Linked DNA regions of Mus musculus: all the other regions are linked to region 1. The links are chromatin contacts, called in public ChIA-PET, Hi-C, HiChIP or PLAC-seq and promoter capture Hi-C maps. All regions are on one chromosome and are shown on one strand. Each heading gives the region's core, a stretch centred on a gene start, on an enhancer-like site or on the middle of the called end of the contact. The rest is flanking DNA. Distances are from core to core; before and after follow the strand shown.

The links. Promoter capture Hi-C pulls out the DNA fragments that hold promoters and counts their contacts. A called contact is a pair of places that touch in the nucleus more often than the background predicts. ChIA-PET counts read pairs in DNA pulled down with a chosen protein or histone mark. HiChIP or PLAC-seq counts read pairs in DNA pulled down with a chosen protein or histone mark. Capture Hi-C pulls out chosen DNA fragments and counts their contacts.
Region 2: a contact with region 1 is called in an H3K4me3 HiChIP or PLAC-seq map of bone marrow-derived macrophages, with 4 times the contacts expected there. The contact joins the enhancer-like site here to the promoter of Eif2b2 in region 1. A contact is called at or near these places in 9 of 39 promoter capture datasets (the 3T3-L1 cell line, 3T3-L1-derived adipocytes, cranial neural crest and 5 more), 3 of 115 datasets of contacts at active chromatin or transcription factors (bone marrow-derived macrophages, effector CD8 T cells and memory CD8 T cells) and 1 of 9 other capture datasets (adipose tissue).
Region 3: an H3K4me3 HiChIP or PLAC-seq map of bone marrow-derived macrophages shows a contact between it and region 1, with 4 times the contacts expected there. The contact joins the enhancer-like site here to the promoter of Eif2b2 in region 1. A contact is called at or near these places in 8 of 39 promoter capture datasets (the 3T3-L1 cell line, 3T3-L1-derived adipocytes, embryonic stem cells and 4 more), 1 of 484 Hi-C or Micro-C datasets (regulatory T cells) and 2 of 115 datasets of contacts at active chromatin or transcription factors (bone marrow-derived macrophages and memory CD8 T cells).
Region 4: a contact with region 1 is called in a Hi-C map of regulatory T cells, with 3 times the contacts expected there. The contact joins the promoter of Isca2 here to the promoter of Eif2b2 in region 1. A contact is called at or near these places in 10 of 39 promoter capture datasets (the 3T3-L1 cell line, 3T3-L1-derived adipocytes, cranial neural crest and 6 more), 2 of 484 Hi-C or Micro-C datasets (embryonic stem cells and regulatory T cells), 3 of 115 datasets of contacts at active chromatin or transcription factors (embryonic stem cells, memory CD8 T cells and stem cell-derived neural progenitor cells) and 1 of 9 other capture datasets (pancreatic islet).
Region 5: an RNA polymerase II ChIA-PET map of memory CD8 T cells shows a contact between it and region 1, with 15 read pairs. The contact joins the enhancer-like site here to the promoter of Eif2b2 in region 1. A contact is called at or near these places in 3 of 115 datasets of contacts at active chromatin or transcription factors (embryonic stem cells, memory CD8 T cells and pancreatic cancer cells) and 1 of 9 other capture datasets (adipose tissue).
Region 6: a promoter capture Hi-C map of adipose tissue shows a contact between it and region 1. The contact joins the promoter of Jdp2 here to the promoter of Eif2b2 in region 1. A contact is called at or near these places in 1 of 484 Hi-C or Micro-C datasets (natural killer cells), 2 of 115 datasets of contacts at active chromatin or transcription factors (effector CD8 T cells and memory CD8 T cells) and 1 of 9 other capture datasets (adipose tissue).
Region 7: a promoter capture Hi-C map of pre-B cells shows a contact between it and region 1, with 3 times the contacts expected there. The contact joins the enhancer-like site here to the promoter of Eif2b2 in region 1. A contact is called at or near these places in 7 of 39 promoter capture datasets (cranial neural crest, embryonic stem cells, liver and 3 more), 6 of 484 Hi-C or Micro-C datasets (CD4 T cells, embryonic stem cells, erythroblasts and 3 more), 1 of 115 datasets of contacts at active chromatin or transcription factors (astrocytes) and 4 of 9 other capture datasets (adipose tissue, embryonic stem cells, liver and 1 more).

The regions. Positions count from the first base shown.
Region 1 is chr12:85,217,912-85,221,420 of GRCm38.p6, forward strand. It overlaps Eif2b2 (eukaryotic translation initiation factor 2B, subunit 2 beta), which reads left to right and starts at 1,570. Exons shown (of 8, transcript NM_145445.4): 1 at 1,570-1,813; 2 at 1,911-2,031; 3 at 2,186-2,334. The coding sequence starts at 1,651.
Region 2 is chr12:85,696,932-85,700,440 of GRCm38.p6, forward strand. All of the region lies in intron 2 of Batf (basic leucine zipper transcription factor, ATF-like), which reads left to right. Among named protein-coding and RNA genes, the nearest start is that of Batf, 12 kb to the left of the region's middle. Within about 2 kb of position 1,745, at least 19 of the 459 cell types and tissues checked have an H3K27ac peak or open chromatin away from gene starts, as enhancers often do. A contact at or near this core is called in adipose tissue and bone marrow-derived macrophages, where this site is marked.
Region 3 is chr12:84,751,261-84,754,769 of GRCm38.p6, forward strand. Npc2 (NPC intracellular cholesterol transporter 2) reads right to left here. Exons shown (of 4, transcript NM_023409.4): 4 at 3,299-3,509. Among named protein-coding and RNA genes, the nearest start is that of Npc2, 20 kb to the right of the region's middle. Within about 2 kb of position 1,526, at least 120 of the 459 cell types and tissues checked have an H3K27ac peak or open chromatin away from gene starts, as enhancers often do. A contact at or near this core is called in bone marrow-derived macrophages and hematopoietic stem and progenitor cells, where this site is marked.
Region 4 is chr12:84,771,387-84,774,895 of GRCm38.p6, forward strand. It overlaps Isca2 (iron-sulfur cluster assembly 2), which reads left to right and starts at 1,884. Exons shown (of 4, transcript NM_028863.1): 1 at 1,884-1,985; 2 at 2,189-2,291; 3 at 2,407-2,522; 4 at 3,157-3,509. The coding sequence starts at 1,915. The coding sequence ends at 3,331. It overlaps Npc2 (NPC intracellular cholesterol transporter 2), which reads right to left and starts at 1,726. Exons shown (of 4, transcript NM_023409.4): 1 at 1,400-1,726. The coding sequence starts at 1,481.
Region 5 is chr12:85,623,038-85,626,546 of GRCm38.p6, forward strand. All of the region lies in intron 2 of Jdp2 (Jun dimerization protein 2), which reads left to right. Among named protein-coding and RNA genes, the nearest start is that of Jdp2, 25 kb to the left of the region's middle. Within about 2 kb of position 1,839, at least 91 of the 459 cell types and tissues checked have an H3K27ac peak or open chromatin away from gene starts, as enhancers often do. A contact at or near this core is called in memory CD8 T cells, where this site is marked.
Region 6 is chr12:85,597,670-85,601,178 of GRCm38.p6, forward strand. Jdp2 (Jun dimerization protein 2) reads left to right here and starts at 1,747. Exons shown (of 4, transcript NM_030887.2): 1 at 1,747-1,945.
Region 7 is chr12:85,495,308-85,498,816 of GRCm38.p6, forward strand. No RefSeq gene overlaps it. Among named protein-coding and RNA genes, the nearest start is that of Fos, 23 kb to the left of the region's middle. Within about 2 kb of position 1,829, at least 123 of the 459 cell types and tissues checked have an H3K27ac peak or open chromatin away from gene starts, as enhancers often do. A contact at or near this core is called in adipose tissue, astrocytes, extraembryonic endoderm stem cells and 3 more, where this site is marked.

The DNA.
Region 1 (3,509 bases), core at 320-2,819:
TGGTGGAGGGGACCCAGGTGAGCTGTCTTGAGAGGACAGAGTGTGGGAGAGCTGGCCTCTTTGACCTTTCTGGGGTGAGATGGTACAGGTACTGGTGTGATGCCCTCTCCCTTCTGCCTTGCCACCTGCAGTAGTCAGGAGAGCTGATCCTAGAGTCATGAGTTGGGGAGAGCTAGCCCTGCCCCACTGGCTGTAGCACTTGGGAGAGCTGGCCCTGCACGTTGCCTGGGCAACACAGTAGAGTCGGCCCTGAAAGCAAAGATACAGGTGAGCCAGACCCCAGCAAATTAAACAATATGCTATTTAGAGATTGCAAATATTTACTTTTTAATGTACTGCTGCATTCTATTTTTCTAGTAATTTATTAGGTTTTTCTTTTTGTTTTGCTAATGACAGGTACAGTTTTCCTGTACTATCTTTATATGATTTTGATACCGATCTAATCCCTCTGAAGACAATTTATCAGCTGTAAGGAAAGTCTTAAAAGTCTGGAAGATTCACTTTTGAGACATTTATCTTATATTTTTGGTTGTGAGCCTAGCCTTTAATGGCTGAGCCATCTCGCCAGCCCAAGACGTTTATCTTAAATAAATAAGAGATTCTAATTCCGTTTGGGTTCAGGGGACCCAGGATAAGCACAGCCTTTTTACCTCCCTAACTGCTTCAATACCGTGAATCTCTTTCTCAGTTTGTAAAGCCGGGGGAGGAGAACCTACCTCATGTAGCTGTATGACAGTAAGAACTTACAGCACTCAATACCTAGTAAGTGTCGGGTCAATGGAAGGACTTATTACATTGCATGTACTCGCCGGCCTCCAAATTGCAGGACAGCATTCTTGGTGTCCTATTAGCTTCTACTTTGTTTGTTTGTTATTTCGAGACAGGGTTTCTCTGAATAGCCCTGGCTGTCCTGGAACTAACTTCGTAGACCAGTCTGGCCTCAAACTTAGAAATCCACCTGCCTCTGCCTCCCAAGTGCTGGGATCAAAGGCGTGCGCCACCACAGCCCGGCTAGCTTCTACTTTGAATCTCTTTCATTAGTGACATTCCTTAGGGCTTTCGAGGCCGAGGATATAAAAAAGCAAACAACAACGTAAGAGCTAGGAATAGGAATGGTGGTACCACTTGCCTAGCACCTGTGAGATCCTACGTTCAATTCCTTGCACCGAGCGGGGAAAAGAAAGATAAAGTCGGTGGGGAATGGAACCCATTGGAAAAGGTGAACATGTTCAACCCGCGTTGCAGCAGCACTTTTCTGGGCGTCTCGAGCCCTGGACTCGCACTCATGGAGGCGTCTGCCAAGCATCAGGCAGCGATGGAGCCAGGAAGGAGGAAAGCCACTTCTGCTGGTCGCAGGGCGGGAGAGCCGCTCGCTGTTCCCATAGCAACCAGACTGGCCAGCGTCCTCCGGGCCTCCCGGCTCGGCGCGCAGACTCCCAAGGGGACCCTTCCAGCCGTCACTTCCCGGCGGTGCGCCCAGCTCCGCCCTAACACGTTTCTGATTGGCCTCAGCAGAGGGAGGGGCGGGCTTACAACTCCACGAACTCAATTATGTTTCACCGAGCGGAAGTTGACCTCTCTCGGCCCGGAAGTGAAACAGTGCTTTGGCAATTGAGGCTTCTGTAAGTGAGTCCCGGGACGGTGTTGGAAATGCCGGGTGCCGCGGCGAAGGGCTCGGAGTTGTCCGAGAGGATCGAAGGCTTCGTGGAGACTCTGAAGCGAGGTGGCGGGCAGCGCAGCTCGGAGGACATGGCTCGGGAGACCCTGGGGCTGCTGCGCCGGCTTATCACGGACCACCACTGGAACAACGCGGGTGCGGCAACTCATCCTCGTTCTTGTTCTATTCCTGAAGCTGATATTCACTTTCACCGCGCGCCTGCCCCGTTCACTCGGTCTCTCTTGGGTTTCAGGGGACCTTATGGATTTGATCCGCAGAGAGGGCAGGAGGATGACGGCTGCGCAGCCCTCCGAGACCACCGTGGGAAATATGGTGCGGAGAGTCCTCAAGATCATCCGGGAGGAGTATGGCAGGTCAAACTCACAGCTTGGGTGGGCTCCTGGTGGGACCAAGGGGTGCTGGCTTTTGGTTGTTAAACCGTGCCACCTATCAGCTTGAAGCCTCTGTTGTGGCTGAGCTGCTCCCGTTGCCCCAGTGATCACTCTTTGGGTCTTGTTGCCTCCATAGACTGCACGGGCGCAGTGACGAGAGCGATCAGCAGGAGTCCCTGCACAAACTCTTGACATCCGGAGGCCTGAGCGAGGATTTCAGCTTCCATTTTGCCCCACTTAAGGCCAACATCATTGAGGCGATTAATGAGCTGCTGGTGGAACTGGGTAAGAGATCTGATCACTAAGTGGACAAGTTAGGTCGCAGGCAAGTGAAACAGTCCCCTAGAAATTGTGCATTGACAGGGATAGGCGAGATCACCAGTCTTCTGGTTTGAACACCCATTTGGTAGGAGTGGATGGAAAACACCAAGCTTATAGTAACTGCATCTTTCAAGACAGACCTGCTCTTTAACAGTATATTAAGCGAGAGATTTCTTTTAGGGGAAGTTATTTTATTTTATTTTATTTTATAGCAAATGAACTTGCTGGGGATGTAGCTCAGTGGAAGAGTGCCTTACTTGAGGCTCTGGGTTTCATTCCCAGTGCTGCAAAAAACAGAAAACGAGTTCCCCAAAGCCGCATTTGGAAGTTTCTTTTTCACTAAACTTCATCTTGACTTCAAAAAATGTTTACTATTAGTGGTGTGTGTATGTGTGTGTGTGTGTGTGGGTCACAGGGCAACTTTGTAGAATTTGCGCATCCCCCTTTATGTGGGTTCCAGGGATGGAGGGCAGGTTTCCAGGTTTGCCCATCAAGCACATTTACCCACTAAGCCATCATGCCCACCCCTTTGAGGTATTTATATACATACCGCCTCCATCCTCACTTGCAGATTTTTGTTACAGTCTGTTCTTCAGAGATTTAACACTGGGTACTGGGGATGGAGAGATGGACGGCTCAGCGATTAAGCTGCTCTTGTAAAGTCCCCAGGTTTAGTTCCCAGCATCTACACTGTGGCTCATAGCCACCTGTAAGTCCTGTTCCAGAGGACCCGATGTCCTCCTCTTACCTCCACAGGGACCAGGCACACATGAGGCAAACAGATATACATGCAGGCAAGACATTCATGCACTGAAAATAAGTTAGACAATTTACAAACAAACTAGGTGCCACCTGTACTCCAGACAGCCACTCTCAAGCTGCTGTGGGGTTTCTGTATTTCTTTGGTATGCCCACTGCCCATGGAGGTGTTGTGGCCACCTTTTGGATGAATAGTTCTATCAGGGGAAGATCTGTTTTTGGTTAGCACTTCAGGATTTCCCAGATTGGCTGAGGAGTGCAGGCCCAGGACCCCAGAGTGATGCTTTTAAGAGCTTGGACTGTTGCACTCTGAGCCTGCTAAGCCTGTGATGCCAGGCTGGCAGTGTCTAAGGGCAGCTTCCCCTGTGAGCCTTTGCCCT
Region 2 (3,509 bases), core at 495-2,994, 480 kb after region 1:
AGGATGCTTACACAAGACTCTCATTACTTCCAAAACATTTCACCAACAGGGAGAGACCATAAAAGGAGTTACAGTGGATAAAGCCTAGAGTTTAAAGAATTATTTATTTATATGTGCATTGATTGGTGTTCTGCCTGCGTGCTTGTTACAAGGGTGGCAGATCTTCTGGACTTGGAGTTACAGACCATTGTGAGCTACCACGTGGGTGCTGAGAATTGACCTCAGGTCCTCTATAAGAGCAGCCATTGCTCTTAACTGTCTCACCAGCCTAGGCCTAGAATTTAAAGGCCCCGTTAATTAGAAGATGTAAAGGCAGGACCCCAAAAGGATGATGGTATTTTTGAAGAATATATTGTCATTAAATTAAATACATGATGATTTAATATGTATACTAAGAAGGAAAAACATCCTTTGAGAGAAAAACATCAAGACATTCATCACTAAGTGGGCAGAAACTACACAGAAAGCTTACACACATTTTTCCTACCCAAATGAAAATAACCTAATTTTCAATTCTGATGACAAAAACAGTACACATTGAGACAGGGTTTCTCAACCTCAGGGTGATTGACAGTCTGAGTCTTATACATTTTTCTTTTTCCTTAGTATTAAGGTATTAAGGACCTTATGCAGCTGGGCAGTGGTGGCGCACGCCTTTAATCCCAGCACTCAGGAAGCAGAGGCAGGTGGATTTCTGAGTTCGAGGCCAGCCTGGTCTACAGAGTGAGTTCCAGGACAACCAGGGCTACATAGAGAAACCCTGTCTTGAGAAACTAAAAAAAAAAAAAAAAGACCTTATACATGCCAGGCTAACACTCTACCGCTGAACTATAACTCATCTTTTCCCCACTCTACATTTAAAATTTTGAGACAAGGTATCACAAAGCTACCCAGGCTGGCCTTGAACTCACTGTTTAGCCCAGGCAGACATTGAACTTTCAATACTGCTGCCTCGGCTTCCAAAGCAGCTTGGGATTGTGGGCCTACACCCCCAGGACTCCTAATAATTCTGATAATTACTATATATGGCTGTCTTGTGCACCGCAAAATGTAAACTCTACCCAGTAGATGCCACTAGATTCGTCTCCCTCCAGTTATGACATCTGGAACTTGCCAGCTACCCCCTGAATAGAATAGTTACCCCCATTTGGTTTTGATGTATTAGGTTCTGTTTTAAAAAGGTGTTTTGTTTTGTTTTGTTTTTTGCTTCATTAGAAGTTGACAGCTTGCACCAGTAAGCAGGCAGCCGGAAAGGATGGCGGACGGCCTGGAACCCTTTGGAGTTCCGAGACTTGCCGCCGGGCCGGGCCGAGGCGGGAGGGACCCTTCCAAGTTGACTTTGCGGGTGGAGGGAAGTCCTGGAGTTAGCAGGACTGTGTGCTTGCGACTGTGGGCGTGGAGAGAGCGAGTAGCGGCTGGAGCAGCCGTGCTCCTCCCGAACCGACCGCGGCCACGCTGCCGGGACTTCCCGGACAGCGTTTGCGCCGCCCACCCCGTGGCCACGGGCCCAGGATCACATGGCTAGACCCGGAGCGGCCGGGGTGGGCGTCCTCCACTCTCTCCGGCCTGCGTTTTGCGAGTGTAGCGGTGGAGGCTGAATCGGATCCCACCAGAAACCCCAACAAGTGGGCAGTTGGGACTAGGGCGTTCACTAGGGCGTTAAGAAATCTTCACAAAACTAGTTGGCACAATTTCTTCCATTAGAAAGCATGGCATCCAGTGCCTCTCTGTGACTGCTCTGGGTGGCTTCAGGTGCAGCAACGTTACATCTCAGGAGCTGTAGTCATCTTGGGCAGGCACTCACTGTTGGTTATACCGTCTCACAACACAGTATGGATGCATCAAGGTGGCATTTCTAGTGCTATTTGCAACAGGGATATTTTGACAGCCATCAGAATGTCCCATACCCGGCAACCATCTCAAGTAAATTCCTGATCATGCACTTGATGAGGTGGCCATGAAACACAGTACTTGTGACACTGTAGCCATTACAAAGTTATAAAAAAGGCAAAAGACAAATTATCTTTTCACTAGGGTTGAGCTTCTACAGAAAGAAGTATACACTTTGTTTGAAAAAAACCAGGATGCTAGTAAGTAGCGATGCGAGCAGGTGTTAGGAGCTAGGATTATGGGTGCCTTACATCTTAAAAGCTCTCGAAGGCTAGGCAAGGTGGTACAAGCTTTAATCCCAGCACTCAGGAGGCGGAGGCAGATGGTTCTGATTTCGAGGCCAGCCTGGTCTATATAGCAAGTTCCAGGCCATCAGGGGTTCATAGTGAGACCCTATCTCAAATTAATTAATCTTTAATATAGTTATACTGTGTGTATGTATATATATGTATATACACATATATACACATGAGTGTAAGTGTGTGTGTGTGTGTGTGTGTGTGTGTGTGTGTGTGTGTGTGTGTGTAAAGAAGATGGCCAAAGTTGAGAACTCTGAAGGAAACTGAAATATCGCTGTTAGGTTTTGGCAGGAGGTTATAATTTATCTTCTCAGCTGGAGCTCTTTAGGGAATGAAAAAGGAGTCCTAGCAAATATCATACCAGGACAGCAGAGATGAACTTGAGCCATCCCCAGAAAGCTTGGGAGAACCAAGGACAGTGACCTGGATCACTCACTAGTGCAAAGGAAAAGATAGAGTTCAAAACCAAGCAGATTAGGACCAAAAGGCCATTCTGTGTGCCCAGCATGGAAGCCTAAGCCATTGGTCTCATGGGCTTTACATTCAACTGTAGGTCTGGAAACCAATTCAGAATCTCACTAGCTACACATCATGAAAACCGCTTTGACACTGAGGATCAACTGCAAACCACAGAGGAGGCTGGGAAGACCTGGGGAAACGGGGCCTGTGGAGAGACTTGGGGCCAAACACAACATGAAGCATCAGAAACGGAATGTGAAGCCAGAGTCGGGGTGACAAGGATAAACCAGATATGTAATACAAGGATGGAAGATAGGAAATTGGAGCACACAAAGACCATTGTGATCCAGGCTGGGGATTGCTCTCAACTGGAGACTTTTTTAGGTAGACCAGCTTTTATTAATTCTTAGACAGTTTCATACATATAAGCAGTACATATTGATCACTCTCTGTCCCCACTCTCACCGATACATTCCCTTCTCCCTGATCTACATCCTCTGATACTGATACCTGTGTGTGTGTGTATGTATGTATGTGTATATGTGTATGTATATGTGTATATGTATATGTGTGTATATGTGTATGTGTGTGAATGTGTCTATGTGTATTATGTGTGTGTGGTGTGTGTCTGTGTGTGTTTTAATCCACTGAGTTCAATTAACACTGCCCATTGTATTGTTCACTGATCATGTCAAGTAACGTCAGCTGCAGTGAGTTTATTGGCCACATTACACTCAAACGAGAGCTTTCTCTACATTAACTGTTGACCATAGCAGACAGCTGCTTCTTTCTGGCCAAGGCTGATGAAAGCACTAAGTCTGTGGTATAAATATGAACAAGACAGTTTGACAGCTTGCCATT
Region 3 (3,509 bases), core at 276-2,775, 470 kb before region 1:
CACTCGTCCCCCATAAAGACACTTATATAAATAAGTGTCCCTGAGTGCTAGGCATGGTGGTGTATACCTGTAATCTCAGAATCTGGGAGGGAGAGACAGGAGGATCAGAAGTTCCGGGTCACCCTCAACTACACAGAGTACAAGCACTGCCGGGACTATATGAGACACGGTCTCAAAAAATAAAGAGGGAAGAAAAACTGCTGATCACTGAGTTCTAGGCATTTACTCAAATCCCCTATCTGTGACTCCAGGCCCCTGTCAGCTCCCATGGCTGCAACCTTCCTTCCTCACCAAGGATAGCGATACTAATGCCAATAGAACTCCTTTGAAAGGCTGTGAGGATTCTCTCACTCTGTGACAGCTGAGGACACAGAGGCCCTGTGAAGGATCCAAAGTCAACGAACTGCAAAGGAGGTAGGGAGCTGCAAACCCAACTAAAAGTCAAACTGTAAGTAACGACTACTTCTCAAAGTGACATCCTCCCCCAGAGGTTCTGGGGGCATCTGTCTCTCTGGTGCTCGGCTTCCCAGGCTGTAAAGCCTACTGGGAGGGATTGAGACCAACAAAACTCCAGCAGACGGACAGAATAGGAGAAAGAATCAACATCACATCTCATGAGTCCTCTGAACTAAACCTCCGGGAGGTGGGCTCTCAAATGTCTGCTTAGCCCCAGCCTCCGTCCCAAACCCTCTCTGGATTCCTAAAGTTTATGTTGTCCTTACAAGTCCATGATCTCTGTCTGTCCATTATGCCCAAACATCCCCTTAGAATCCCAGTGGTTCATGCTCACAGAGACCTGGAGGGACCTAGTTGGATCCGTTCAGTCTCTACATTTACAGCAGAGTTAATGACACTGACAATTTACAGTGGTTAATGACACAGCCACTAAGGAACTTTCTCTTTGTTCTCCCTTTGCCACTAACCAGTGACTTGAGAGTCACTTCCCTTGGTTGGGAAACACAAGAATCTCGTGACCATTCATTGCTCAGATACGCTGAGGATCCCTCATCAAATCATGACTTTTATACTTTGATCTGCCTGGCAGAGGAACGGGGATGCATGGGGTGCAGGAAGCAGCGTGGTGTGTTTCTCTCACACTGAGAACAGACTGCCGCAGCTGGCCTGCCCTCCCGCTTTCTGATCTGGTACACCCAGTTTCTCTGCCGCATTCAAGACCAGCAGCCATCTGTTTTGCCTGCCAACTTCCTTAGTGGCCTGACCCTCTGGCAGTCAGAGTTAAGCTAATCCCTTCACCTGCTGGCTGCTTTGCTGGGGCATATGGTTTGTGGAGAGGGGCCTGCCAGAGAGAGCACGATATTTTTCCTCTCAGAGACCCTGGAGAGGAGGATGGTAATGCTGGCATGCCAAGCCTGCTCCAGAATCTATGCCTTCACTGTCCATGGGGACAAGTACTTGTGTGTGCTCTGTGACCACTGAGGGCAACGAGCAGACAGATCAGGGACAGCGGAAGCTCTGGCCTCTCACATGTGTCATTCATTCTCTGGTGGGACCCTCACTTATGCAAGCTCCTTGGTTCCTCCGGGTCTTTTCAGCAACCAAATCCCTGGTCTGGAGAACATGGTAGGTTCCTATGGCAATGGGCCTTTTAGCTGTTTCCATAGCAACGAACACTCAGACCATCTAGTTGCTAGTCAACTGACAGCTGTAAGTGAATCGGATTCAGTTTATAAGCTGAAGGTTAGGCCCGGGGCTCCTCTGGAGAGGACTCCTCTCAAAGCTTCCAGTCGATATTTGGGGGACCCACAGCCACTTTCTACCTTGAATCACACCGCAATATCCATCCACATTCCCAACACACACCACTGATCATCCTGGCCTTTCAGCAAGCCCTCAGGGCTTCTCTGGAGGAAGCGCTTATTCTGAATAACACCCTACTGACTCTGTGGCAGTGTTGCTCCTAGGTACCACAACTTTGTCCCTAAACCAACCCACTGTGGGGGCACTGTTCTTGGATTCTCTAAAGAAAATGGTTATCCACGACTGTATTTCTTTAATTGACCTTACCCACTTAGTCCTTTCCTATGCCTGGGGCATTCTCAGGAATAACTCTGCTTTATCTGTGAATCGTGTCATATTTCTTTCTTCTTTCCTTCCCACCTTCCCTCCTTAGACAAGATCTCAGGTAGCCTAGTCTGGCCTTGAACTTGCTGTAGCCAAGGATGACCTTAAATTTATCCTCCAGCCTTTACGGCCTAGTGCTGGGACCATGGGCATTTGCTGCCAGGCTCAGATAATTACTTATTAGTGTGCATTTGATGAGGATATCAGTTTGTCATTTTCCTTGTATGGCAGTGACAACCTTGGATGTCAGTCCAAGTTTAAGACAGGAATTTGTTTGCCACCCCATACAGCAGGCAAGCTGATGCATCCAGATTTCACCCCCCCCCCCAATTTTATTTCTTTTAGGCCTATGGGTGTTTCGCCTGCATGTAAGTCTGCTGCTGTTCAGGCTCCGCGTCTCTGTCCACCTTGGGTGACCAGAGTGGCTTCAGATCAGGCAGTTATGAGTGCAGCAAGAACAGACTCTTGGGAGACAGCTCCAATGGGGGAACAAAGGCTGCTACGCAACCTTTGGGGCGTGGGTAGGGGCTTTTGGAGTGAATGTACATCATTGGCCTGGGGCAGGGTGCTGGGGTCTCATTTGCATAAGGAGGAATTCCAGGTACCGATGGACATGACCTTATAAGGGAGAGGAAGCTTGACCTGGCTACTTGGCTGTGTAGCCTCCTCCAGGGGGCAAAGGCGGTGTGTGTGTGTGTGTGTGTGTGTGTGTGTGTGTGTCCCAAGCTTCATGCTCCAGGACAGGAAGGCTCAGAGCAGGGGTGAGGGTGGGGGGACGTGGGGGTGCAGAGACCTTACTCCTGCCAATCTCAGGATCAGATTTCTGGGGTTTGGACACACCTTTACCCCACTTTTGCTTTGCCACAGTTCCTACCCTCGATTCATGGCTCCCCAGTCCCAAATAAGTCCGTGTATCATGTGTATGCCATGCCCGAAGAGGGTGTCTGACCCCCTGGAAGTGCAGTTACAGGGAGCTATGAGCCACCATGTGGGTGCTGAAAACTGAACCCCAGTCCTCTGGAAGAGCAGCCAATGTACTTAACCACTGAGCCATCTCTTCAGCCCCACATCTCGCTTTGTTAGTGGGTTCTGGGGAGACCTTTTATCCTTTAAGCCTCATCTCCAGCCCTGTTTTTTAACACACACACACACATACACACACACACACACACACACACACACACACAACTTCCTTCAAAATCAGGCATCCAGGATCTGAAATGATTCCACCCCTTGATTTTTATTAGTATGAAGATCAGACCATAGCATTGGGGATCTTGAGATTTACCTGCCTCAGATTCCTGTAAGGGAAGAGTGGGTCTAAGACTCAAGGTTTGCACAGAGACAGGCAGTAGAAAACACGGGGCCCTTTGTATGCTTAGGATTCAAGGCTTCTGTGTTAATGACTGTGAACTTTCTTGTAGGGA
Region 4 (3,509 bases), core at 634-3,133, 450 kb before region 1:
ACAGCCACTCTGAGCTAGCCTCCAGGTTTAGTGAACGGCATCTGTGAACTATTGATAGGCAGTGGCCCTTATTATTTAATCCAGTTCCACATGCCCACCGTTGCTTTTGCTTTAACAGAACTTTTAATATCATATTAGAGGTAATATGAATTCCCTTGTTTCCTTTTTCAGTGAGTATTTATTATTTACTATCATCCCATAGTACTGGATACTGGCTACAAAGAAGCATATTTAGCTTGGTTCCTCACTCAGCAGTGTGACTACAGAAGGCTTTAATCCACCTCCCACTCCCACCTCTACCTCCTTAGTTAGGGGTGTGTGTGTGTCTGCCTGGGAGTGCAGGTAGGTAGCTGAGAAGGCCCAGAGTTGGGGTATAAGCAGGTATAACCTGATGTGGGAATTGAACTCTAACCCTCCGGAATAGTAGTTCCCCTTAACCACTAAGCCATCTCTCCAGTCCTAATAACTCTTTAACTTACTGCTTCATTATGGTCTGTTTCCCCCTGCTCAAATATTTTACAAAATCAGTTTGTCTTTCGACCATCACTGCTGCCTTTTCCACCCCGGGCCCCTGCACTGCTCCCACAACTAAGTGTACAGGCTTGACTGGACAAACTCAGAATTTCTACCCTCTATTATATTTTCCAATAAAGAGTCCAGGGGCAGCGTTGGGAGGGAGGCATCACATGATGTCACTAGAAATACGAATTTTATAGGAGACAAGGATCAAGAATCATGAAATTCATTAGAACAATGGAAACCCTACTTTGTAAATGAATGTTATGAGAAGGAGAACTAGCTTTTGTCTCGTTAGTGGGGGTGGGGTGGGGAGGGGAGGTGGATGGTACTTCTAAGACCAGAGCAGGATTGACAGGGATTTGGAAGGCCAAACTGGGCTACAGAGTGAGGCTGCCTCAGCCCGCTCCCAACCAAACTTCAAACGAACAAAGGGAGAAAGGCCAGTGACGATACAAGGCATAAATCAAAATAAGTCCCGTGCCTATTCCTTCAATCCGTGTTGGATGCAGACCTGCTGTCTATCCTATTGTTTTATTTTTTGCTTTTATTTGTTTACTTTTTTCAGACAGGGTTCAATAAATCCAGGCTAGTCTTAAATTCGCAATCCTCCTCCGTCCATTGAAATCTCAAAGCCCTTGAGCGCTGCAATATATGCCCGCTTGATGTTCACCCAAGAAACTTTAGTGAACTTCAGCACACGGTTCGCCTTGTGAGTGTTTTAGATTATCCCAAAACACGAAATGCAAGGAGAAACAAAGTTGTGCGGAGGGGTTAAGTTTCATCAAGACTAGTACCTTCGGTCCCAACCTAGTCAATTCCACGTTCCAGCAACCCGCCCAATCCACCCCCGGGGGTCTCCTCGAGTGGGCTCAGGGCTCACCGCAGTCCTTGAAGTGCAGGGGCTCCGCCTGGCTGGCAGCGACCAGCGCCAGCAGCAGGATCGTGGCGGCCAGAAAACGCATCGTGGATATGAAAGCTCTGCAATCTAGGAAGGAAAAGCAGCCCGAGCAGTCACAAGATAAACTTGTCCCGGACCGAGGGTGGAGCCAGATCAGGCCACTTGTGAGCAGTAACCAGCGAAGGCCCGCCCGCGCCCCGCCCTGGGCTCCGGGGCCGCCTGGCCTGCAGCTCGCCCTTTATCTCCGCCCATCTCTTCCGCTTCCAGGCAGGGCCTACGGAGAACTCGCTCTTTGCGTTCGCCCCGCTCTATTGGTACCGACCCACTTCGGCAAGTGGAAGCGTTCTCTGTCAATCAAAGCCCTCTTATCTCGCTATACCCAATAGGCACGCTTGGGGGCGGAGGCTCGATGCAGCCCCGCCCCCTTCTCCCCTCCTCCGGAAGCCCAGGCTAGGCGGGGATTTGGACCATGCTAGGGGCGGAGCTTGCGGAGTAAGATGGCGGCCTCCAGGGCCTTGTCCCTAACTGCCGAGGCGGTCAGGGCTGTCATTCCTAGGCGCTCGGGAAGGTATCGAGGGTGGAACGTCACTTAGGAAGGGTGTTGGGTTCTGCGTCTTCAGGATAGATGGGAGGCTAAATCTCACGCGGGGTGGGGTGTGGGGTGAAGGCTTGGCAGTTCAGAAGAAAGTGTCCCCAGATTTGGGTACGAGGTGTCCATAGAGGGTCATCTGGTGCCATTTCCCGGGTTCGTCTCCCTTCTTTACATCGCAGGCTCCTCGCCGTCTTTCCCAGGCTTTTGACCCGCTGGGAAACAACATCTTCCATTCCAGAGGCTGGCGAGGGACAGATCCGCCTCACAGACAGCTGCGTCCAGGTAGGAGGTCGGACGCGGGGCGGCGGTGCCCAGGAGGGCTCTAGAAGACTTCCTAGTCACCCGTCCCGTTATCTCCGCTTGCTTGGCATTCTTGATCCTCTTTCCTGAATTTCAGAGGCTTCTGGAAATCACCGAAGGGTCAGAATTCCTCAGGCTGCAAGTAGAGGGAGGTGGATGCTCCGGATTCCAATACAAATTTTCACTGGATACAGTTATTAACCCCGACGACAGGCAAGGAGGACGGATGGGTCGCTAGAGGCTGTATCAGAGGATAAAAGTGGCCCCAATTTATTCCAAACTTCCAAGCGTCTAAGTCTGCTTAACACTACCACCCTCTCCGTTCTGTGAGGATACAGCAAAGATTTGTCCTCTTGTTTAAAAATAAGGAAGAACATTGACTTAGCGTCCGTTAGGTAGTCAAGTTGAGAAAGGCTGAACTAGGGCTGGAGAGATGGCTCAGCGGTTAAGAGCACTGGCTGCTCTTTCACAGGACCTAAGTTCAGTTTCCAGCAACCACATAGTGGCTCACAACTATCTGTAGTGAGATTTGATGCCTTCTTCTGGTGTGTCTGGGGAGAGCAACGGTATACTCACATAAAATAAATGAATAAATAAGTGTTTAAAATATATATATACACCAAGGTTCCACCCTAAGAAAAAGGCTGGACTAGTTTCAGTCCGAGCCCTTAAATAATCCTTCTGTTTTTTTTTACGTTGAATCTTTCTGCTTCAGTCCGTTCCGTCCCAGCTAGAAGTCCTAAGCAGTGTTCCATGCATTGGAGAACAAGATGTACACCTCTGGGCTCAGGGTGTTGTGTGGGTGTTTGTGGTATTTGTCATTCATGCTTTCCTCTTGTCTTTTCAGGGTATTTGAACAGGGTGGGGCAAGAGTGGTGGTTGACTCTGATAGCTTGGCCTTCGTTAAGGGAGCCCAGGTGGACTTCAGCCAAGAACTGATCCGAAGCTCATTCCAAGTGTTGAATAACCCTCAAGCCCAGCAAGGCTGCTCCTGTGGGTCATCCTTCTCTGTCAAAGTCTGACACAATGACGGATGACCCTGAGATTGCCACCACTGCACCAGTGTGAACAACCTAGAATAGTAGAATTCTAGAGGTTTCTTTCTCATCATGTCCGGCTCTCATCTTATTTAATTTAATCCAGAAGTGTCTTATTCTACCACTGTAAATTATGGAATGTGAAGCTTTTAACTCTTGGCCG
Region 5 (3,509 bases), core at 589-3,088, 410 kb after region 1:
GTTCAAAGTGGAATTAGTTGGCTGCATTACAGATGGTTGTGAGCCACCATGTGGTTGCTGGGAATTGAACTCAGGACCTCTGGAAGAGCAGTCAGTGCTCTTAACCACTGACTGAGCCATCTCTCCAGCTCGAGGTTTTACTTCTTAAAAAAATTATTTCTTTATTTTTATTTAATGCACATTGGTGTTTTGCTTGCATGTATGTCTGTGTGAGGGTGTCAGGTCCCCTGGAACTGGAGACAGTTTTATTCCCATGTAGGTGCTGGGAATTGAACCCATGTCTTCTAGAGGAGCAGTCAGTGCTCTTAACCACTATACCATCTCTCCATCTCCAAGAGGTTTTACGTTTAAAAATCTTCAGCTAGTCTTGAAAACTTGAAAGATTGGGCAGCATTGAAACTGCTTGGCTGATGCTAATCTGGGCATCCCTCTGCAGACACAGCCCTGTCCAGTCCCTCTCCCTTATTAACCATTAATTAGCCAGCCTAGCTCTTAAAGGTGGCTTCGGTTTGCAGCCCCTGTCTTCAACAGCCATTCATGTGAACTTGCTCATGAGGCCCTGCCCAGAAGCAACAGAGATTCAGCCCTTAGCCACTTGCACTAGATGGACTTGGCTAGGGAAGAAAGGTGGCCAAGGGCAGGTAGTTTTCAGTACTCAACCTTTGGAAGTGCTTTGGAGGGCCAGAGGCTTGGCCCTGGAAGGCTTTAGGGAGACCCTGGGATTTCCTCATCCCTGCAGGAGAGGTGGTCGGCCCAGCCTAGCTGGCCTGGGCTGGCCAAAGTTTCACCTCTGGACTATCCTACTTTGTTGGTAGGGAGCAGGGGAACCCCTGGCTCAGTGCAGCCGGTTTATGTGGGGAATGTCTGGTATGTTTGTCATTTGGGTGTTTACTTTCCAGGGTGCTCACGGTCCCTGGTGTTGAAATGTGGCTTCTCTGTGTTGGAGGGGAGTCTTGTGGGCCTGGCTAGTGGCTCTAGGCCCAGAGCCCAGCAAGGCTCTTCCCCCAACACTGCACCCCTCTCTCTCTTTTCCATGCCAAGGAGGAAGATTGAATGTGCCTCTAGAGCATGTACGGTGTCTTAGTTACCTTGTCACATGCAAAAAAAAGATGCTTGCAGAGCCTTTCCTAAGCTCCAGGCTCTGGGCTGGATGGAGCTGTGTCCTTCCAAACCCACTCTGTGCCATCCCTGTGCACTGAGGAGTCAAGATTCAGAGAGGCCACGTGACTCGCCCAGAAGCCCACAGCCTTTCTAACAGAGCATCTGATCTCCGACCCTGAAGAATGGTACAGCTTGTGCCATGCCCACATGCCCAGGCCTGGCTCTCTCTGTGTGTGCTACCGTCCTAAGACCCTTCAGATTCTAGCAATACTGTTAGCTTCTGCTTTTCACTGTGCCCCTGCCTGCCTGCTCTTAATGTTCCTTTACTGCTTTATCCATGTTACCTTCTGTGAGAGAGTCAGTGTATTTCCTGCACCTTGGGTTAAACGTGCTGTTTTCTTTCTTGTTCTCAAAAAAAAAAAGAGAGAGAGAGAGAGAGAGAGAGTCTCACGTAGCCTAAGCTGACCTTGGCCTAGATACTGTAGCCAGCGATGACTGAATTTCTGATCCCCCTGCCTCCACTTTACAGGTGTGCACCACCACGACCAGTTCATGCAGTGCTGAGGGTGAAGCTGGGGCCCTTCTGCACCATAGGCAAACACTGTCACTGAGTCATAGCCCCAGCCTTCAAGAGACATAATTTTGAAACTGCTTTGGAAATGTCAGATGTCACACGTCAGTCTCATGTGGCCACCGAGGCAAAGTGTGTGGCCCGAGGAACATGATCAAAGGTGAAGACTAAGCTGAAGAGAGCGGGAGGGGCCCTTCCATTAGCTCTGCAGCTCTGCAGCTGTTACCCTTTCCTCTTCACTGTACGGGCAGTGGTTTTTTTGGTTTTTGGGTTTTTTTTTTTTTAATTTAAAAAGACCCAAAGAGGAGAAAGCAGAACGAACATTGCTGTCAGAAGTAGAAGCTTCGGTTGTGACTACATGTTCCCATTGTGAGAGGACATGGCTGAAAAGACTGTGTGTGTGTGACACATGTAGACCATAAGCCTTTCCATAGAGCATAAATGTTTGGGCCCCAGGGGCAAAAGATCTAGATTTGAACCCTGAACTGTCACCGATCATACCAACAGCTTTGTCTATAAAGGGAGAGGTGGTAGAGAGCTGTGCTAGAGAACCCCAAAGATGGAGAAGTAAATATTGTTTGTTTGTTTGTTTGTTGTTTGAGACAAGATCACACTGTGTAGCCCTGGCTGTTCTGGAACTTACTCTGTAGACCAGGCTGGCCTTGAACTCACAGAGATCCTCCTGCCTCTGCCTCCCGAGTGTTGGGATTAAAAGTGTGTGCCATCAACGACTGGCAAGAAGTAACTATTCTTGATTTAATTCATGAATATACATTGAAGGCCCTTTCCTTCCACAGGGTGTTCATCTGGGTGAAGGCAGTAGAGAGAGGGTAAGATATTTATGTAGGTAGAGTAACTATCAATAGATTGATAACCTCAGGGAAAAGTGACCAGAGACAGAAGCATACGTGAGAGAGGTGAGCACAAGTCATCAAAAGCCCCTGGAAGGAAACAGACAGGAAGATGATAAGAAGAAAGGCACTCTCCATTGAGGTGGCAGTGAAATGTAGAGCAAGGAGTCCCAGCAGAAGGGACAGCACTCGGAGAACCTGGGGACAGGGAAGAGCACTGTGCTCTGATGATGAGACAGGAGGCCCCAGTTGCTGAAGTCAAAGGTCAAAAGAAGACAGGCTATGGAAGAGCCGGTCAGAGACGGTTTCCTTCTCCCACTGGGCCCTGTAACAGACAAAGGTCTGTGCTATAGGTAATGGAGGCTGTGGAGGGCTGAAAGCAGAGATGACTGACATTTTAGCCAGGGGAGGCCTCCCGGGAGCCTTTGCGGTGGTGAAGGGCTCAGCTGGGAGGGTCTGATTGGGAGAGGCTGTGGTGATGGTCATCTGATCCTCTGGTGCTTACAGGCAGGATCCCTGCAGACTGTTAAATGGGCTGCCGGGTGGGGTGGGGTGGGATTAAGGTGATTTCAGGTTTGCATTTGGTTGAACAGTCAGGCAGAGGGCAGTACTTACAAAAAGAGCACAACCAGAAGAGAAATGTGTTTGTAGGAAGACTGGCCAAGGGCTCACCATGGCCCTCTGAGCAAACTCCTATACCCACAAGTCCCCCCGGGAATCAGATTACAGACAGATTCCAGTCGGGCAGGTCTGAGGTGGAGTTCAGGAAGGAAGCAGAGGACAGGCAGATGACTGTCCGCAGACCTGCTCTCTGAGACTTAGGGTCCTGGAGCCTCCACCCTTACCACCAGCCTCACAGTGCCTGATGGCAACTGTCCAGAAAGAGTTAACAGTGACGGTGACCCCAGTCCCTACATTGTGTCCTGCCTGACAGCTCTGCGTGGGTCTGTTATTGCGAGTGGGTTTTTGTGGGTGGTGGTGGGCTA
Region 6 (3,509 bases), core at 497-2,996, 380 kb after region 1:
GGAGAAGAGCAGCTTTAAGGACACATTTTCAATTATTAGGCCCTGCACAGAGATGAGTTTAGCGTTTTCAAAGTCCCACCAGAGGACACACAGAGGTTTAATGCTCCACCTGTTCCCTGTTTTCTTTCCCATAAACATCAGATCCTCATCTTAGGGGAGAAGCATCATGTGAGCCAGTTCCCCAGTCTCCAGCTTTGATCTCTGTGTGTTGTAAAGGTGCTGCTGGCTTTTCTGGGATGGAGAATCATGTCCTACAGGAGTGATTCACATTACCACGGAGTTTGTGGCGTGTGTTCCTTTGGAGTCTTTCTTTTTTTTCCTTTCATCAGTGTTGTGAGGGAAGTGGGCTGATGGTGGCGGGGAAGATGGACAGTGATGTCATTAGGGCTTGGTCTGTTTCTTTCCATTCACCTGTTCCCCCCTGCAGGAAGACTTACGGGTAAAATGGAGACCGATTCCTCCCTGCAGGCAGGCACGCACGTGGAGACCTGCTTGTCCGGCTTGGCGCGTGGACTTCCTTCCCTCCCTGTTGGTCTTTCGATCTCAGCATTTGTACTCTATGAAGACTTGAACTTTTTCTTTCACTTCCTTTCTTCTATGGGTGATGACCTGCTGTCTCTCTGAGAAGGAGGCCGAAGGTCACTGAGTGTCAACATTGCCACTCCTTTCTGATTTAAGAGGAAAGAGGGCGGGGGTCTGCCCCCCCCCCCAAGGGTATGGAGACCTGTGTGTGTCTATGTGTGTGTGCAAATAGTTCTCAGATGCCACACGCATTTCTGCCTGAGACAATCCGCCTTTGAGGGACTGTCATATTTTATCTAGAGTGTTCTTTACTATCTACTTCTGTAGCAGGGTGGGAAGAGAGCACGGAAGCTGGCCCTGGAGTCCTTGAGGAAGAAGGCCTTTGGAGGTTTGGCAGAAGTCAGGTAGGCTCACTGCTGCGTCCTGTCAAAGGGAGGCAAAAGCCTGCTGGAGTTGGGCAAAGAGCCCTGGCTCAAACTGGGCCAGCCACTGACAACAACGGTGGCCTCAGGGTGCAGTTCCACTTCAGGAGCTCGTTCATTCACCGCATGGCTTCAGGACGTCAGGACGCTTTGGTGGACAGTGGGTAGGGATTAAGGCTTCCAAACGCCTTAAACCCCCGCCCATGCTCCTCCGCGGAAAAACAAAACAAGCTTGCGAGATCCTGCAGCGTCCGAAGACACCACTGCGCGGAACCCTCGCTCTGGATTTGGGGGAGAGCGCACCGGACGGAGGAGGATGGTTCGGCGTGGGCTGAGCTGGAAGGGGTTCTCTGCTCATCCGGCCGCCGCCTTCGCGTCGCTGCCTCCCGGGCTGTGTAGCATTTTGGGGGTGGCGGCCGCAAGGCCGAGCAGGGGATGCGCTTACATAACCGCTCGCCGTGTCCTGCTGCCTCGCGCTCTCGGGAGCCGCGGGCGGGGCGCGCCGCCGGACCGCAATGCTGCCGGGACCAGCGCGGCGGGGCCCGGGCCGGCCCCGCAGGCGGAGGAGCGCGAGCATCGGCGGGAGGAGGGCGCCGGCGGCGGGGGAGGTGAAGGTCAGTGGGTGTGAAGCGGGCGATCCACACCCCCTCCTCCCCGTCCCCTCCTTCTCTTCCTCTCCGTCCCCCTCTGACGTGTGGAGCTGGCAGCTCGGCCGGTTCCGCATTCCCGACCCCTCCCCGCCACTCAGGGCCCGCTATATAGCCGGGGCTGATGCAACCCGTCCCGCCGCCCGCCACAGCCTGCGGGAGGGACACTCGGCGGCCGCGACGGGGGGCGCTGGCGGCAGCGGACGCTGCAGCGGCGGCGGCGGGGCTGGCGCCGCGGCGGCTCCCGGGCCGGGACGGGCCTGGGCAGCGGGCGGCAGCAGCGCGGAGTGGGCACCGCGCCTGCAGCAGGGTTCTGGGCCCGGGGCCGCCGCCTCCGCCAGCGGCTTCTGCACGGTGGGTTCACGGAGGGGGGAGGCGGGGCTGCGGGCACCTGGGGTGGCCTCCCCCGGAGTAGCTACCGCTGGGGCTCCCGCCACCCCAGGGCCGGAATACTCTATCGGATGGCTGCAGCCGCTGCCCACCGGTGGTTCCCCGGCTGGGCAGGACAGTCCTGTCTGTGGCCGGGACAGCGGGGCGCTCCCTCCTTGCTTTCCTTCCCCAGTGCTCTTGCTGGGAGGCTGTGCACAGACGGAGGAGAGGGCGGGGTGAGCGGGAGAAAACTGTGCCGGGGACTGCGGGGGACTCAAGGGGGCATGCACGCCCCAGACCTGCTGACAGGTCGCGCCTCAGCCTCTTCCGTAGCTCTCTTTGCAAGACCTGGAGGGGAGGGTATTGAGAAAGGCATCTAACCAACAGGGCTTCCTTCGCTTAAGAGCATTGCTGCGGCGGGCTCTGGCTGGGTTAGGAGGGAACCACGGGGCAGTCCCCAGTTCCCTTGGGATCCCGTCAGGCACATCAGGTTATATAAGAAGGTAAGCAGGCTTCTTTAGGTAACCTGCCCAGTTTAGAAGGCACTCTTCCTCCCCTCTTATCCAAGAAGGCTAGGCTTCCTGGACCCTTGGAGCGGCAGAAACAGGCTTTGCCTGGGTATCTGGAGGAGCTGGCAGGCCTGGGATGCCTTGACTCATTTGCAGAAATGGATGGGCCATTTGGGGATAGAGGTGGAGAGGCGGGTGCAAGAGGGGAATCAATCGACTATTTGAGTCAGCTCCCCCTAGAAGATTGTCCAGCCCTTATGTGTTGGAGTGGCACCTTCCAGGGGACTGTGGCACAGGTCTGTGTATTGTTAAATCTTGGGCCACTCTACCCAGGATCTTAATTCAGGCAGCATGGGAAACAGGCTCTGTACCACAGCTGGGTACCTGCCTGTCCCAAAGGCTGTTAGCAACTGTCTTCCTCGTCCCTCGACCTCACCCCCAAGTCTCCCCCACCCTCCAGGGTTTAAAAATCACCCCCTCTTGCTTTCCCTGCTTTTCAGCAAATCTGGCTGGCTTCAGCTTGGATGGCGGGCTTATCTTCCCGTGCAGGTTTCTAGGGAAGAGTTTAACCGGGGATCAGGTGTGAGCAGGGTTCTTTACAGAAACCTGAGGTCCGGGGATAGAAACAACTATTCTCCTGCCTCTAAGGCGCCAGAGGTTTCACTTTGCCTAAAGTAGTAGGGAGGATGGATTTCTCAAAGACTCCTCTGTTTCCCTTCCACGTTGGCTTCAGTTCAGAGGAGCTCTAGAATCTTCCTGAAGAGCTGGGTGCTGGGTGGTTTGAAAGGTTGCAGGAAGGACTGGGGGGAGATGGCCTCTGAACCTTTTGTCAATAAATTGGTTACAGTAATCTCCAAGGAGACAGGTCTATCATGGTGACGGTGTCACTTAGGAAAAGCTTCGGTACATGTGTCCCTTACTCATCCACTGACGCCTTTTGCACTACCAGGGAACTCCCCTGTCTTCCTGGTCTGTTTATCTTTCCCACCTGTTGACAAGATATCCTTTCCCACTCTTTCAGCTTGCAGAACTGGGCCTCC
Region 7 (3,509 bases), core at 579-3,078, 280 kb after region 1:
CATATTAACTCCTTACGGAATTCTGAGAGCACAGGGTTGAGTTATTGACCCAATTTCTATATTTTCGGCATAGCAGAACCTAGAGGATTCTCTCCCCAGTGAGGGCAACGTAAGACTGTTCTTTCACTCTTGTTAAAAAGCATTTGACCGTTGAATTTATAGTCTATGTCTGCATTGCTATAAAGAGGAAAATGTTAATACTACACATGAAATAGGTTTTTTCTTAAAATTCATTATTATCATTACTACTGTTGTTATTAGTGTATGGGTATGCATGCCTGTGGGGACATTTGTGGAGTAGGTTCTCTTCTCCCCTCTATACATGCATCCAGACATGGAAAGCAGGCCACAGGGCTTGTTTAACAAATGTACCTACTGAGCCATCTTGCCAGCCCTATGCTAAAGATTTTTCTTTTTGTTCTTTTGAGACAGGGTTTCCCAGTATAGCCCTGGCTGTTCTGGAACTCACTTTGTAGACCAGGCTGGCCTCAAACTCAGAAATCCACCTGCATCTGCCTCCCAAGTGCTGGGATTAAAGGCGTATGCCACCACCACCACCGCCTGGCAAAGTTTGTTTGTTTGCTTTTTTAAGATTTATTTATTATTATTTATCTATTATTATATTAGTACACTGTAGCTGTCTTCAGACACACCAGAAGAGGACGTCAGATCTCATTTTGGATCTCCATGTGGTTGCTGGAATTTGAACTCAGGACCTTTGGAAGAGCAGTCAGTGCTCTTAACTGCTGAGCCATCTCTCCAGCCCCAAAGTTTTTTTTTTTTTATCCTTGTGATTTTTAAAATAAATAAAAACAATTGTAAACATTTCCTGAAAAATCCCTCACTCTTTCCACTGGCTATGCTCGTCTGTGACACTTCCAAGATGCTCTCAATGCATTGAGTACAGTCTGCCTTGTTGGCCTGCCCACATTCTGTCAGGTAAGCAACCAAGACCTAAGTGGGCTGGAGGTATTCTATATGTCCCATGCTCCCCACGTGTTCTGTGAAGTGCAGAACACCCAGATCTCCGTGAGATGACGGTAATGTCTCTTTCCTTACACCACACAACTGGTAGGTGGCCGATCAGAGACTTGGACCCGTGGTCTTCGAATGAGGACTGACTGCTGGGTAGCCAGGGAGGCTGGCCTGTCTTGGGGAGGAGGGGGAGACAGGGAGAAGGTTTTGAAGAGAGGGTAACGGCAGAGATGACTCATTGGGGAAAGGCCTTGGGAATTATAAGGTTTGTATGTGTGGATGACATCAGCTTGTCTAGGAGACCAGGAGATACCCCAAGGGGAGGGACTCAAGACCGGAAGCAGAGGGCCAGGGTCAGGGCCAGGGTGTGGGGTTTTGGCTTAAGCCAGTGTTTTTTGGGGGGGGGGAGTCTTCATTTCCTTGAGCTAGGCAATCTTGCCCTAATTCTTCAGTAGATAGTTTATAGCTCTCCTTGATGCATTTGATGCTCAAATGGCTGTCAACTTAGCATTAGTGGGGGAACATGTGTCTATTCAGGTAGTCATTCTAGGGCCAGGTCCCTCAGAGTGCCTGTAATGGGGAGCAGCCAACCATAAGTCTACAAATCCCTTTACAAACTAACCGGGGAGATACTACCAGCAGAGGGCGCTCTTCAGCGAGACAAGGATTGACCCGAACTCTGCTATCTGCCTTGTGCATTGAGAACCGTCCATCCTTCCACTGTGTGGGTTCTGGGCCTCGAACTTGGGTTGTCAGACTTGGTGGCAAGCACCCTCACCTGCTGAGCTGTCCAGCCAGGTCCACTGATTGTTTCTTTATGTTAAAAACCTTCAAGGTTGCCAGGCAGTGGTGGCGCATGCCTTTAATCCCAGCACTTGTTCCAGGCCAGCCTGGTCTACAGAGTGAGTTCCAGGACAGCCAGGGCTACACAGAGAAACCCTGTCTCGAACTCCGTCTCCGTCCCCCCCCCCCCCCGCCCATATCTTCAAGGTTCTTTTAGCCTTTTGAAATATATCATACATTCTTATTTTTGCTATAATTTTCATTTACTTATTTATTATTTATTTATGGTACCGAGGAGAGAACCCAGGATTTTGTACATGTGAAGCAAGTGCTCTATCACTGAGCTACATCCCCATTCCCACAATACCACCGTTCCCTACAGTCTCTGTCCTATGCAACCACACACACCGGAACTTCCTGCTCTTTGCTCTCACGCAGTTCCTGTTGGCCAGAGTTCACCACCCCTTCCTTATTCTTCTCTTGCAGCCTTTGGTATCTCTCATTCCCTTCGCCAACTTCTGAAATGCTTCTTTAGTTTCATTAAACAGCAGGCTGGCCTTTAGTCATGTCTGTGGCATCCTTGAAGCTCACTCAGCTTAATAGTAAGTAGGATTCTGGATTGGAGCTGAGCATAGGGTCAGAGCATTAGTGAATTATTTGATGCCCCACTGGCTTTGTGGCTTCCACTTTGCCCGAGGGGTTACCATGTGTCATCACACTGGCTCTTGGAGATATTATTACCATGCTGGGGAAATCTCCAGGGAGCCAAAAAAATTCCAGGCAGGGAGATAGCTGCCTTCCCTGAATTCAGGGCTTCTGACCTCAGCGCCCCACCCCATCCCCACCACAGCCAATCAGCAAAAGATCTCTCCCAAACTGACAAGCAAAAGAAAACCTTGCAGACAGCTGAGCCCAAACAGACTTGGGTGAGGCTGAGGGGAACATCAGGCGTGGCGTCACCAGTCACCGGCTGTAGGCCAGGCTGTTGCCTGGAGATAGTTTGTTCATTTACCAGTGGACAGCTGAGCCAGTTGGGGGAACCCCAGGAGGAAGGCAGCGCTGGTGCCCAGGGGAGACTGGGTTTCTTTAAGTAATAGAAACCACAGGGAGGGCTTTGCCACTTTCAGAGAGTGCACCTTCTTCACACAGGAGCTGGCAGGAAGCCTAGGGGTTGGAGGTTGAGGGAGACCCTGGCAGGAGAGCCCGTAGCAGCTACAGCACCAAGGAGGGGTGTGGAGAAGCTGGAAGGCCTTCCGAGGAGAGAGGATTCACGGCTGTGTTGGCTTTCTGGGCAAAAGAATCACAGAAGTGTGTGTGTGTGTGTGTGTGTGTGTGTGTGTGTGTGTGTGTGTGTGTGTGTGTGTGTGTGTGTGTGTGTTTGGGGTGTGTATATACAGGTGCATGCATATGGGGTCACAATAATTTTTTAAGACAACTAAAACAACTGTACACACACACCAATAGGGGAGAGAAAGAGTGGACTTTAGAATCTCTGCGGTAGAATGCAGGATACCGGGCTGGAGAGATGGCTCAGTGGGTAAGAGCACCCAACTGCTCTTCCGAAGGTCCAGAGTTCAAATCCCAGCAACCACATGGTGGTTCACAACCATCTGTAACAGAGTTCAAATCCCAGCAACCACATGGTGGTTCACAACCATCTGTAACGAGATCTGACTCCCTCTTCTGGAGTGTCTGAAGACAGCTACAGTGTACTTACATATAATAAATAAATAAATCTTTAAAAAAAAAAA